Linked DNA regions of Mus musculus: regions 2 and 3 are each linked to region 1. A link is a contact called in public HiChIP or PLAC-seq and promoter capture Hi-C data. All regions are on one chromosome and are shown on one strand. Each heading gives the region's core, a stretch centred on a gene start, on an enhancer-like site or on the middle of the called end of the contact. The rest is flanking DNA. Distances are from core to core; before and after follow the strand shown.

Region 1 (3,880 bases), core at 754-3,253:
ATGGCGCATGCCCATAATCCCAGCACTCTGGCGGCTCAAGTGGCCAAGTGAGTTTGGGGCTAAACCTGGCTACATACAGAGACCTTGTTTCAAAAACAGGCTGGGGCATCAGGAACAGATGAGGTAGTTTCAAGTGCCACCACGCTTGACAACCTGAGTTCAGTTCCTGAGACCCACAGGGTAGGAGAAAATCAGCTATCACAAACTGTCCTCTGACCGCACACAAAACACCGTGTACACAACCACACAAATACACTAAAGAAATAAACCAACAAGCACGATTTTAAGGTAGAGCTGGCAAGAAGGCTTACATAGTAACAGTGCTTGCTACCAAGTTTGATGACGTAAGTCCCAGCAACCATATGGTGGAAGGAGAGAAGGGACTTCTACAGTGTGTCCTTTGACTTCCACACAGGTGCCCACACACATGAACTCATATGGATGCCGCATATTTGTAGTTGTACAGGTAAATATACAAATGTAAAACCTCTTTTGGATTAAAGATTTTTAAATAAGTGTTTTTTTTTCAAAGATTCATTTTTTTAAAAATGCCTTGGTACCTCAAGCCTTTTCACCACTAAATAATATTCCATTACAGGACTGAACCACCGTGTGTGCATGAATTAATCGGCTGAATGACACTCGGCTTTTCCAGTTTTGCTGGCTGTAAATAATGCTGCCCTGGGTGTTTGTGGGAAGATTTTATTGTGGGGAACAGCCAAGAACTGTTGGCAAGGCCACAGTGAGCTCTGTGAGTCCTCCAAAGGGCATCTATGGTCAGTCTCTGGGTTCCTGTTGCCTGGATCCTCTCCAGCACAGGAAATTGCCCTTGTATTTATTTGATTGTTTAACCCGTCCATTCTGCTAAGTATGCATATTCCTACAGTCATGGCTGTGTTCTGACTTCAGTCCTCTAGTGACAGAGGATGGCTCCAATTCACATCTTTCCGTATGCTTTGTTGGGATTGCCTTCATAGAGGAGACATCTGTGTTAAATCACGAGTCCAGTGAGGTAGCTCAGCAGGTGAAGGCGTCAACCGCCAAACCCAATGACCAGAGTTCAATCCCTGGGTGGGACCCACAGTGGAAGGAGAGGACAATCTCCAGCAAGTTGTCCTCTGGAGAAATAAAAAAGAATTCATGAAAAATGTAAATGTGAAAAAACGTAAAGACTTGTTATTTTAGATACTAGCCTTTTATTAGATAAATATTTTTTTAAAAAAATATTTTCCCCGCAGCAGTCCCTCTTACAGAGCAGAAGTTATTAATTTTAATAAAATCCAACTTATCAGTTTTTTATTTCACGGATCATGTTTTTTGGGTGTTATATCTAAAAACTCATCACCAAGCCAAGGTCACAGATTCCCCTCTCATAAGTTTGGTTTTGATAGATAAATGCCTGTGTGTTATGGTTTAGTTGTCCCACCCCTCCCCCACCCCCACCCCCAAAAAAGATAAGTCCTACTTCCTATGAATGTGAATTTACCTTTAAACAGGGTCCTTCTGGGCAGGGCTGATCAAGTTAAGATCAGCTCACAGGTGTAGGTCCTCAGCCAATGTGGTGTCCCTGGAAAGAGGACCGGGCATGCGAACATGGGGTATCGATCAGAGAGCATGGGGCAGCATCCGCAAGCCAAGGCCACCAAGAACTGAAGCCTTAGCCGGCGGCGCATCCTCCCTGACTCCTACCCTGAGGGGATGCTCCAGAAGAGTCATCCCTCTGTAGCCAGGTTCCTGTCCAACAGCAACCTAAGGAAAGGGTTCGCTTTGGTTCGAAGTTTAAGGGGACCGTGAATCAAGGGGAGCAAGGTGGGAGGCGGAACTACAGATGAGTGGAGCCGCACTGCATCCCCAGGCAGGAAGCAGAGCGTGGGGGATGCTGGTCCTCAGTCGACTTCCTGTCTTTTACTCAGCACGGGACCGCAGTCCGTGGGATTTGTGATGGTGGTGCCCACATTTAAGTGACCTTTCTCTTATCATCAAACCTTTCCTGAAATGCCTTCATACACATGCCCAGAGGTGTTTCCATGGTGATTCCAGGTCCCATCCCACCTACCGGTGTTTGGGACTTCCAGTCGCTAGGAGTAAATGTCTGTTGTGTTGTTGTGTTAAGATTCCTGATGAGAGCACCTTGTGGGGTTTGAACACACAGGACCAGTTGACCTCCATCCTAGCATTAATATTCCTGACTCTGCAGGGAGCTCCTTTGTCCTGTGTGTGGTGGTTAACTTCAGTTATCAATGTGACTGGATTGAAAGATGCCTATTTATTATATTGATAAAGCATACTTCTGGGAGTGTCTGTAACGGTGTTTGCAGAGATCAGCGTGTGAGTCAGGGAACTGTGGAGGAAGTGATCTGCCCTGAACCTGAATGGCAGGCAATAGGCTGAGGGCTTGGATGAAACAACAAAAAGTAGAAGGGTCTGGAGAGATGACTCAGCAAAGATGAGATGACTCAGCAATTAGGAGCACTTACTGCTCTTACAGAGGAGTTAAGAGTTTAGTTCCCAGTACCCAGGTCAGTCAGCTCACAACTGCCTATAACTCCAGTTCTGGGGGATCCAACATCCTCTTCTGGATTCCATGGATACCTGAGTGTTTCTGCTCTCTCTCTCTCTCTCTCTCTCTCTCTCTCTCTCTCTCTCTCTCTCCCTCTCTCTCTCTCTCTCTCTCTCTCTCAGACAGACAGACACGGGCAGGCACATATAATTTTAAATTTTTTAAATAATTCTAATAATAAAAAAGAAAGATGAGCAAAACTAGCTTCCAGGCCCATGATCCCCTTCTAGACATTGCTGTTGCTGTCATCGTGGTGGATAGACTCCAGGTTCATCAGCCTTTGAACAAGATTAGCTTCATGGGTGGTTCACTGGAAAGCTTTCTGGCGGTCAGCTTCACACCGAGTCTACATCCTTGGCCTCTCTCACTCATAACCTCTTTCATTGGCAGCTAGCAGGTCTCCTGGCTCAGCTGGTACTGGACTTTGTGAGACTGCAGCCCAGCTGTGTGTTTGCTATGTTTGAGACAATGTAGCACTGTAGCTCTCATATTCCTTGCCATTGGTTTTCTTTCTCTGAAGAACACTAAGTAACAATAGTCTGTCCCTGGAAGGGTCCACCATTCTGGTTTCTATGGTCATGGCTTAGCCTGTTCTAGAATAGTTTACAAGCATGGTCATGGAGCCCATGCTATATTTTTAACAAGCTCCTTTACCCACATGGCATTTCTATACTTATCCACATTGCCAGACAGGACAGTAGTTTCTTCTACTCCAAACAGTAGTCAGTTTTATTAACATATTACAGTCTGTTTATCCACTCCCCTATCTGTGGACCACTGGGTTGCTTCCAATTTGGGGCTATTATGAATAAAGCCACTCTGAATATTCTCCCACAAATGAGGCATGTGTTTAAATGAAGACACAATTGTGAACATATGGTTAAATGCACAGTAGAATTGCCAGATCATAGAGAATGTATGTGTTTAACTTCACACGAAATCCTCAATTTCTTTTACCAACATTGGCAAAACATTGACAGTCTCACACCCCCACCATCTTTAGCTGTATGCCCATTGCTCCATGTGATCCCACCAGGCTCCAGTGGATAGCGCTCAACCCATGGACACACACATGACCCTGGTTCCTCTCAGTGAGTCACAAAAACAAAATGTGTAAGAGAGATTTGTGGGGAGGAGGTAGGATGCACAGGGATGGTTGGGAGGTGGGCATGAGAGCTGACAGCATGCATTGTGAACATCTGTACAACTGCCTAAGAAATTTAATTAAGAAAGAAACAGCCATACCTGCTCTCTTCTCTTCACTTTCAATCTATGTATGTCCTTAAAAGCGAATTGATTGTCTGGTAGACCACAGTTTGG
Region 2 (3,710 bases), core at 543-3,042, 280 kb after region 1:
GTAGAAGCCGGGAGAGAGACAACAGCTTGCTCAAGGCCAACAGCAAGGCATTGCAACAGACACATTCCAGGAGCCACAGTGCCCCATGTCACAGTCAGCCTCAGCATTCAACAAAGGCATCATGCTTGCAAACACTCACCGAAATGCACACAGAGGGCTGGCGAGATGGCTCAGTAGATAAGGGCGCTTGCCACCAAACCTGACAGGCTGAGATCCATCCCTGGGAACCACACAGTAGAAGGAAAGAAAGATTGTCCTTTGACCTCTACACCATGTCTTATACAAACACAGGTACACCCACACACATGGGGGAGGGGGGTTAAAAATAAGTGCCAGGTGTGTTGGTCCATATCTTTAATCCCAGCACTCAGGAGTCAGAGGCAGGAGGAACTCTGAGTTCAAAGCCAGCCTGGTTTACAGAGCAAGTTCCAGGACAGCCTGGGCTACACAGAGAAACCCTGTCTTTGGGGGATGAGGGGACATGTGGTATGGGGAGGAAAAACAAAAAGACAAAACAAGCCGGTTGTGGTGGCATAGGATTTGCTGAGGCAGGAGGATCACGAGTTTGAGGCCAGCCTGGGCTACACATTTGCCAGGCAGTGGTGGTGTATGCCTTCAATCCCAGCACTTGGGAGGCAGAGGCAGGCAGACTTCTGAGTTCGAGGACAGCCTGGTCTATAGAGTGAGTTCCAGGGCAGCCAGGCACAGAGAAACCCTGTCTTGGAAAAAACGGAAAAAAGAAAAAAAAAAAAGAAAAAAGAAAGTAAAACTAGGGGATGGCGAGATGGCTCCGCGGGTAAGAGCAGTGACTGCTCTTCTGAAGGTCCTGAGTTCAAATCCCAGCAACCACATGGTAGCTCACAACCACCCGTAATGAGATCTGATGCTCTCTTCTGGTGCATCTGAAGACAGCTATAGTGTACTTACATATAATAATAAATCTAAAAAAAAAAAGTAAAACAAAAAAAGTTATATTTTAAAAAGAGATTTAGGACCCACAAAATGGATGAAGGTGCTTGCTGCCAAGGCTGCCGAGGCACACACAGTGAAAGGAGAGAACCAACCTTCACAAATTATTTTCTGGACTCCACTTGCACGCTGTGACACACACAGAAACAAACCAATAATAGAAAGAAGCTCACACACAGGAACACATATTCAAGCAAGAGACCAATCTCCATGTCCTTCATGCTACAGGACAGATGAAATGTGAAGGGTCTCTGACAAGTGCAGTGTCCTCCATCCCTCTCCCATCCCACTCTATCCCTGGCTGTTTTAATCAACCATTGGCTTCCCTCTTCCCTTAGCCTGTGGTCAGGAGCTACATCTGCATCTACATGCATCACGGGTAAAACTGGCACGCGTGTGGATTGGAAAGGAGTGGGCACATTTGTACAGAAGTATTCACACACAAGCCAGCATCAGTGAGGAATCTGCAACACGTGAGCATCTACCTTGGTGTGTGTGTGTGTGTGTGTGTGTGTGTGTGTGTGTGTGTGTACACGCAGGCTTCCAGCAACTCAGAGAATAAATCTTGCTTCCCAGGGGATGAGAGGAAGTGAAGCTGAGTTCAGGTTTAAATCACACCCCCACGGGCAGGGAGAGGTTCCCTGGCCTTGCATGATTACCTGCCTGTGCATAGCAGAATGGCAGAATGGGTTGGCGGGCAGGAGGCAGCGAGCCCATCAGCAGGGAGTCATTTGTTGTCTCCAGACCCCTGGGACCCACTGTGGCTGCTCTAGGAGAGGGAGACCCAAGGGCAGTGACAGCTACAACAAGCAAATGCCCAACCCAGGTGCTAGGGAGCTGGGGGGCAGGGCCCAGGCCTCTGGAGCGCAGTCCCACACTTTTTAGACTGGATGCAGGGAGCAGGTCCAGGGAACTGGATGAAGGCGGTACCAGGATGTAGGCAGCACCTGTGCTGGCTGGCTCAACTTTTCTGTCCTGGGAAGTGTGGTCCCATGTAGTCTCATGTGGTCCCATGCCGGACACAACAGTCCCAGAGCCCCAGACAGTTTGAGTCTCCTTCCCAAAGACAGTCCCCTTTCCTCCCCTCCTCTCTCTTCTCCCCTCCCCTCTCCTTTCCTCTCCTTCCTTGTCCTCACCTCCTATCTCTTCCCTTCCCCTCCTCCCCTCCCCTCTCTTCCTCTCCCCTCCCCACTATTCCCCCTCCCCTCCCCTCCTCTCTCCTTTCCTCTCCTCTCCTCTCCTTCCCTGTCCTCCCCTCTCCTCTCTTCTCTTCCCCCTCCCCTCCCCTCCCCTTTCCTCCCCTCCCCTCTCCTCCCCACTCTTCCCCCCTCCCCTCCTCTCCCCTCCCCTCAGTCTCAGTCTCTGGTTGATTGCCTTTTGCCCCCTGTCCTATCCTAGCTCCGGGGATTCTGCTGCCTCTTGTGGGACTGTCTGCCTTCATCTCTCCATTTCTCCTTCTTACACTCCTTCTAAGTGCCTGTTTCCCCTGATCTCAACTTTTCCCTCTGGAGAGCCCATTGTCTCCTAGGACCTAGCTTAAGCCACACCCCAAGCTTCCCAAGGCATTTGACACCACTAGAGCCTCTCACTTTTCCTTCCTTTGGGGCAGGCTGGGAACAGGAGAGTTGACATTCCTCACACTCCAGAAAACAGATCTCTGTGAGTTAGAGGTCAGCTTGATCTACATAGCAAGTTTCAAGCCAGACAGGGCTACCTAGGTACCTAGTCTCTCTCTCTCTCTCTCTCTCTCTCTCTCTCTCTCTCTCTCTCTCTCTGTGTGTGTGTGTGTGTGTGTGTGTGTGTGTGTGTCCCTGTCTCTCACACACACAAATAAACAAATAAATAAATAAACAGGAAGAGGACCCTGAGCTCCCAAAACTATGCATCTGACATTGACATGAAACTAAAAATGCAGGTCTTACCACGCAGGATGGCTCGCACCTCTAATCCCAACACTCCAGAGGTAGAGGCTAGCCTAGTCTACATAGTGAGTTCCAGGTCAGCCAAGAGCTCCATAGTGAAACCCTGTCTTGGAAAACAGAACAAACAAATACCCAGCTCTTTCCCTCTACAACCAGGACTTTGTAAGTCCACAGTTTGCAAAAAAACACAAGCTGTTCACAATACTGCAAATCCCAATGAGAAGAGGACAGGAGAGCCCGGGTCCAGACAGTCCACCTCACATCAGACCAAGCACTGAAAACAACTTCTAACTGAAGGACCTAGAAACCAGGAGGATAGAGATGGCAAGCATCTATCCTCCCCAAAACACCTCCTCCTCCCCACAGGTCTGAGCTGACCACCCAGGAGTATTGCTGGGTTCTGTTTGTCTTGAGACAGACGCTCACTGTGTGGCTCAGGCCGAACTCACTCGACTCCAACCTCAGCCTGCGAAGGTTGTGAGCCTGTCCTACTTCCTGACTCTTGTGTAAGTGCCCTCCAGGCTGCCATCATCCCATCTGCAGAGTGGCTGTAGAGGGCTTACGCTGCTGACACAGGCCCAACTCCAACAAATGCAGCAAATTCTCTCCTCTCCAGGATCCTGATCCCTGAAAGACCTTAGACGCGGCAGGGCAGAGCGTTCACCTCAGGAGAATCCCCATGCTTCCAAGAACACTAGCAAGCCTCCAGTGTCCCTGCAGCTGGAGAGTGACCATAAAGACATTGGGCTTAGAGGCAGAAGCCCATCTGCAGTAGGGACCCACAGCCTCCTATAGCCTCCCCCTGTGTCTCCAGCCCCC
Region 3 (3,909 bases), core at 299-2,798, 370 kb after region 1:
TGATCTTATGGAAGCATTTCTCAATTGAGGTTTCCTCCTTACAAACAAACAAACACCTCTAGATTGTGTCAAGTTGACACAAAACTAGACAGTACAGTTTCCCACCATTGTCCCCACTTCAGGTCAGGACAGACAGACCCCTCTCGCTGTCTACTCCAACCAGGAATGATAGTGTTTCCTGCATTCCTGTACATAGAGCTCCCTAGACCTGGGAGACAAGTCCCAGAGGAAGGGCTCACCCTCAGACTGTCTGATAGTAGGTGCCTGGCAGGGAGTGGCAGGGGGTCCAAATGAAAGCAGTGTGTGACATTCATCCCTCATTTACTGCAGGTCAAACACTGGAGTAGATACTGGGAATGCAGTAGTGAAAAAAAAAAAAAAAAAAAACCGACCCAACCTCTGCCCTCGTGGCATTTGCAATTTAAGAATCAACAACATTTAAGCAATCCTTTAACTCTGAAAGAAAACCTGGCCTAGAGGCTGTCTTAGGACCTAGCAACCAGACCCCTGATACAGAAGGGAAGGCGCCACACCAGCCTTGAAGGGTCTTAATCCCCAAAATGCTAGCAAGGCTGGATGCAGCCTTGAATTAGGGGGGGCCTCTCTGGACATCTGAATCATCCCCGAGACGCAAAGGTTATTACCAGGGTTAGTTTGTTGTCTCTTGTTTTGCAAACAGCACAACAGAGCTCCCCCACCCCCACCCCGCCCTCCAGATCAAGGCTATTTATTCCTAGTGACAAGCCTGAGGATCCCAAGGGGGGTGGCCTCAAGGACCTGGATGGGCCTCGTGTCCCTGGCAGACACTAGTCCTCCCTTCCCGGAATAGGGTAGAAGCTGGAGGATCAAAAACTGCACAAGTTCCCTCCCTTCTTAACCACCCCTGCCTGCACCAACCACTCGCACTGTTCACACACCCTCTCGAGAAACCCAAAGCCAGGGAGGCCGAGGATTAGGGTCTCCCTGAGCCTCAAAGGTCAAAACTATTCCTGGGCACTATAGAAACCTCAGTGCCAGGGCACAGTTGAGGATGGGGAGGTTGTTGCCTGTGCTTTCGCCAGTCGCTTATAGAATAAAGCCCTTTGAAATTGAGGAGGATAAAGGCTCGCTCTCTTTAGCCCAAGTTTCTAGAAAAAAAAAAAAAACCTTGATCTCCGCTGGTAAGGCAGAATCAAAACCACGCCTCCAGCCGGCTGGATTAAGGCCTCCTTCCCAAGCTAAGGTTTAGTGTAACATCTGGGGATGAGCTAGAGGGAAAAGAGGAAGGGAGGTCTGGTCTCCAGATGGACTCTAGCTAGTCCTAGGAGCTCTGCACCCCTGGCCTGAGATCGCTTCCAGCCGTCCCCCGGGGTCCGAAGGGCGCAGGAGGCGGGTTAAGCTGCAGGGGGCGAGCAAGGAGTGGTCGAGGAGGTCAGAGCACCAGGTTCGACTGGGCTGGGCTCGCCGCAGGCAGGAGGGGGCGGGGTCTGGCCCTTGCGGGCGGGTTGGGGGCCCGGGGGCGGGGTCCGGGCGGGGCGGGCCCGAGCACTTCCTCGGAGGCTTAGGGCCGCGCGCCCACTCGCCCACACAGTCAGTCGCAGCCGGCTACCTCGCCGCTGCTCTCTCGGCCCCCCTCCGCCTGGCCCACAGGTAGGAGCCGCCGGGCGATCGGCTCCCGCCCCACCCACGCCGCGCGCGCCCAGCTCCCGCGCCCGCTTCGAGGTGAGAGTCCCCCGCCCCAGCTGCGCTCGGACCAGGGTCGCTCTCTGGGCCCCTCACCCCTGTCTTCTGCTGGGGCATCCCGAATTCGGGACCCCACGCGCCTGCACGGACCCCACCGCTCCGCGCCTCCCGGCCGGGCGGGGACCGCCAGAGTTGCAAGGGGTGGGGACCAAGTTTGAACTAGAAAAGCTACAGAGATCAGCAGGGTTGGAGAAACTGAGGCTCTTAGGGAGCCTGGTAGAACAGACAAGGACGCGCGCCCCAGGAGGCTACCGGGACCACTCCAACGAGGGCAGAGAATGGCCGGATGAACTTCTCGAGGCACGGCGGGGACCCGGGTTCTGGGGAGCATTTTAAGAAGCAAATGTATGGCCCCAGGGAACTCATTGCTAGCACCCTTCCCAGGGCCTTGGAGGGCCCCGAGGCTGGAGCTTGTTAGACTAGCGCTAAATCTGCCTCCCGGAGGCCTAAAGAGACTCTCAGGTCAGAGACATAGAGACGTCGAGAGAGACCAAGACTTGGATATGAACAGGGATAGAGATCCCCAGAGTGGAGGCCCTACTGGGACACAGCTCCAGAGATACAGGAACACCTTCACCCAAACACAAAGACGGGTACTGACTAAGCTCAAGGGTACTGAGAGGTACGGAGTGGAGGCTAGAGTTCGCTGAGGAGAGACACCTAGTGTGTTCACTGACAGCTGCCCCAGGCTTGAAAGGGTGGAGGCAAGGCTAGGGGGAAATTGACTCTTAGCCAGCCCATCCCCCAGGAGGCAGAGGACCTGAGGCTGTAAAGCTGAGCTGAAGAGAGAGAGAGAGCCCCATACACACACAGCCACTAAGACAGCGCCAACTTATTTTTAAACTCAAATCTTGGACGCTCTGCTTCAGCCCTAGGGGACTCTGGGGTGAATGAAATGTCCCTCTCCTGTTCTCGGAGCAGCTGCAGGATCTGCTCCCTTCGCCCTAAACTGCTTTGACTTCCAGGCCCTGTGGGGAAGAGGGGCAGTGGAGAGTTTGGGATTGGTGCCTGGTTGGGGGGGGGCTCTAATTTCTCCCCTAAGTCTCTTGTCAAGGGGGAGGGGTCTTCTCTGAGTTACAGCTGTGGGGTCTGGCCAGGGTCCTCCTGGACTTGGGATGGGCGGGGGGGGGGGGTTGCGGGAGGCGGGGAAGGGGGATATACTAAAGGGTTGAGCAGTTGGCATGGGTAATTGGAAAGACTTCTGGGTGTCTTCCAATGGCAGGCTGGCAGCCGGGGAAGACAGCCAGCTCTAGTGTATCTCCTGTTCGCCCTCCCTCCCCCCCAAAGGATGACTGCCCCTTCCACCACTACCAAAGCATTTCTAGGCAGAGTTCCCCTCTGATGGATAGGACACTTCTGCTCCAATTGCTGAACAGCCTTGGCCATGCCCCTAGCCTGCCCCTGGTATCTTGTACTGAGCTCTAAAGGGGACCTATACTCTGTCCTTCCTTTTCGTAAGCTGAGATGCAGTGGTCGTGGGGTGTGTATTTTGTAGATGACAAGGAATCTAGCAAGTATGTGCTCCTGGGAACTAACCATCTCTAAGGTCTTTAAAGTCCCCCCCACCCCACCCTGGTATCCCACTGGCTGGGCTAGAGCTTACGATGTGTACCAGTGGTTCCCTCAGACTTCACTAAGACTCCCAAGGTCACATCCCAGGTTAACTCTTGCTTCGGGCCTACCTGAGACTACCACTGTTTGGCTCCAGTAGGAGTTGAGGGGCTTGTTGTAAAAATACAAGTGACTAGCGTTTACTTACAGTGATTAGCGTTTACTACAGACTTATTACAGAAGCTGTCATGGGGATTATCACATTTTAGCTTGACAGCTGTCCTAGGAGAGGGAGGTAGTAATAGTATCTCATTTAACTGGTTGCACCTATACTCTCAGGGAATGAAAACTGTATACCCAAGGTCACAGGATTTCAAGTCAGGTGTATTTTTTGTGACTCAAGCAAGCTGTTATCCACTGGACACCATACAGAAAGATATCCTGCCACTCAGCTCTGAGAAGTTCACTCTGTGTGTGTGTGTGTGTGTGTGTGTCTTTTTTTTTTTAATATTTATTTATTATATCTTAAGTACACTGTAGCTGACTTCAGACACACCAGAAGAGGGCATCAGATTTCATTACGGGCGATTGTGAGCCACCATGTGGTTGCTGGGATTTGAACTCAGGACCTCTGGA

What was found. Promoter capture Hi-C pulls out the DNA fragments that hold promoters and counts their contacts. HiChIP or PLAC-seq counts read pairs in DNA pulled down with a chosen protein or histone mark.
Region 2: a promoter capture Hi-C map of embryonic stem cells shows a contact between it and region 1. The contact joins the enhancer-like site here to the promoter of 1700021L23Rik in region 1. A contact is called at or near these places in 15 of 39 promoter capture datasets (the 3T3-L1 cell line, the C10 cell line, HPC-7-derived erythroid cells and 8 more), 1 of 484 Hi-C or Micro-C datasets (nephron progenitors), 1 of 115 datasets of contacts at active chromatin or transcription factors (embryonic stem cells) and 1 of 9 other capture datasets (embryonic tail).
Region 3: an H3K4me3 HiChIP or PLAC-seq map of embryonic stem cells shows a contact between it and region 1, with 17 read pairs. The contact joins the promoter of Fhl3 here to the promoter of 1700021L23Rik in region 1. A contact is called at or near these places in 9 of 39 promoter capture datasets (cranial neural crest, embryonic stem cells, epiblast stem cells and 4 more), 1 of 15 datasets of contacts at CTCF or cohesin (embryonic stem cells), 1 of 484 Hi-C or Micro-C datasets (nephron progenitors) and 5 of 115 datasets of contacts at active chromatin or transcription factors (embryonic midbrain and embryonic stem cells).

Annotation. Positions count from the first base shown.
Region 1 is chr4:124,330,717-124,334,596 of GRCm38.p6, forward strand. 1700021L23Rik (RIKEN cDNA 1700021L23 gene) reads right to left here and starts at 2,004. Exons shown (of 5, transcript NR_166446.1): 1 at 1,487-2,004.
Region 2 is chr4:124,611,834-124,615,543 of GRCm38.p6, forward strand. All of the region lies in intron 1 of Gm2164 (predicted gene 2164), which reads right to left. Among named protein-coding and RNA genes, the nearest start is that of Gm2164, 44 kb to the right of the region's middle. Within about 2 kb of position 1,793, at least 17 of the 459 cell types and tissues checked have an H3K27ac peak or open chromatin away from gene starts, as enhancers often do. A contact at or near this core is called in embryonic stem cells, where this site is marked.
Region 3 is chr4:124,699,151-124,703,059 of GRCm38.p6, forward strand. It overlaps Fhl3 (four and a half LIM domains 3), which reads left to right and starts at 1,549. Exons shown (of 6, transcript NM_010213.3): 1 at 1,549-1,701.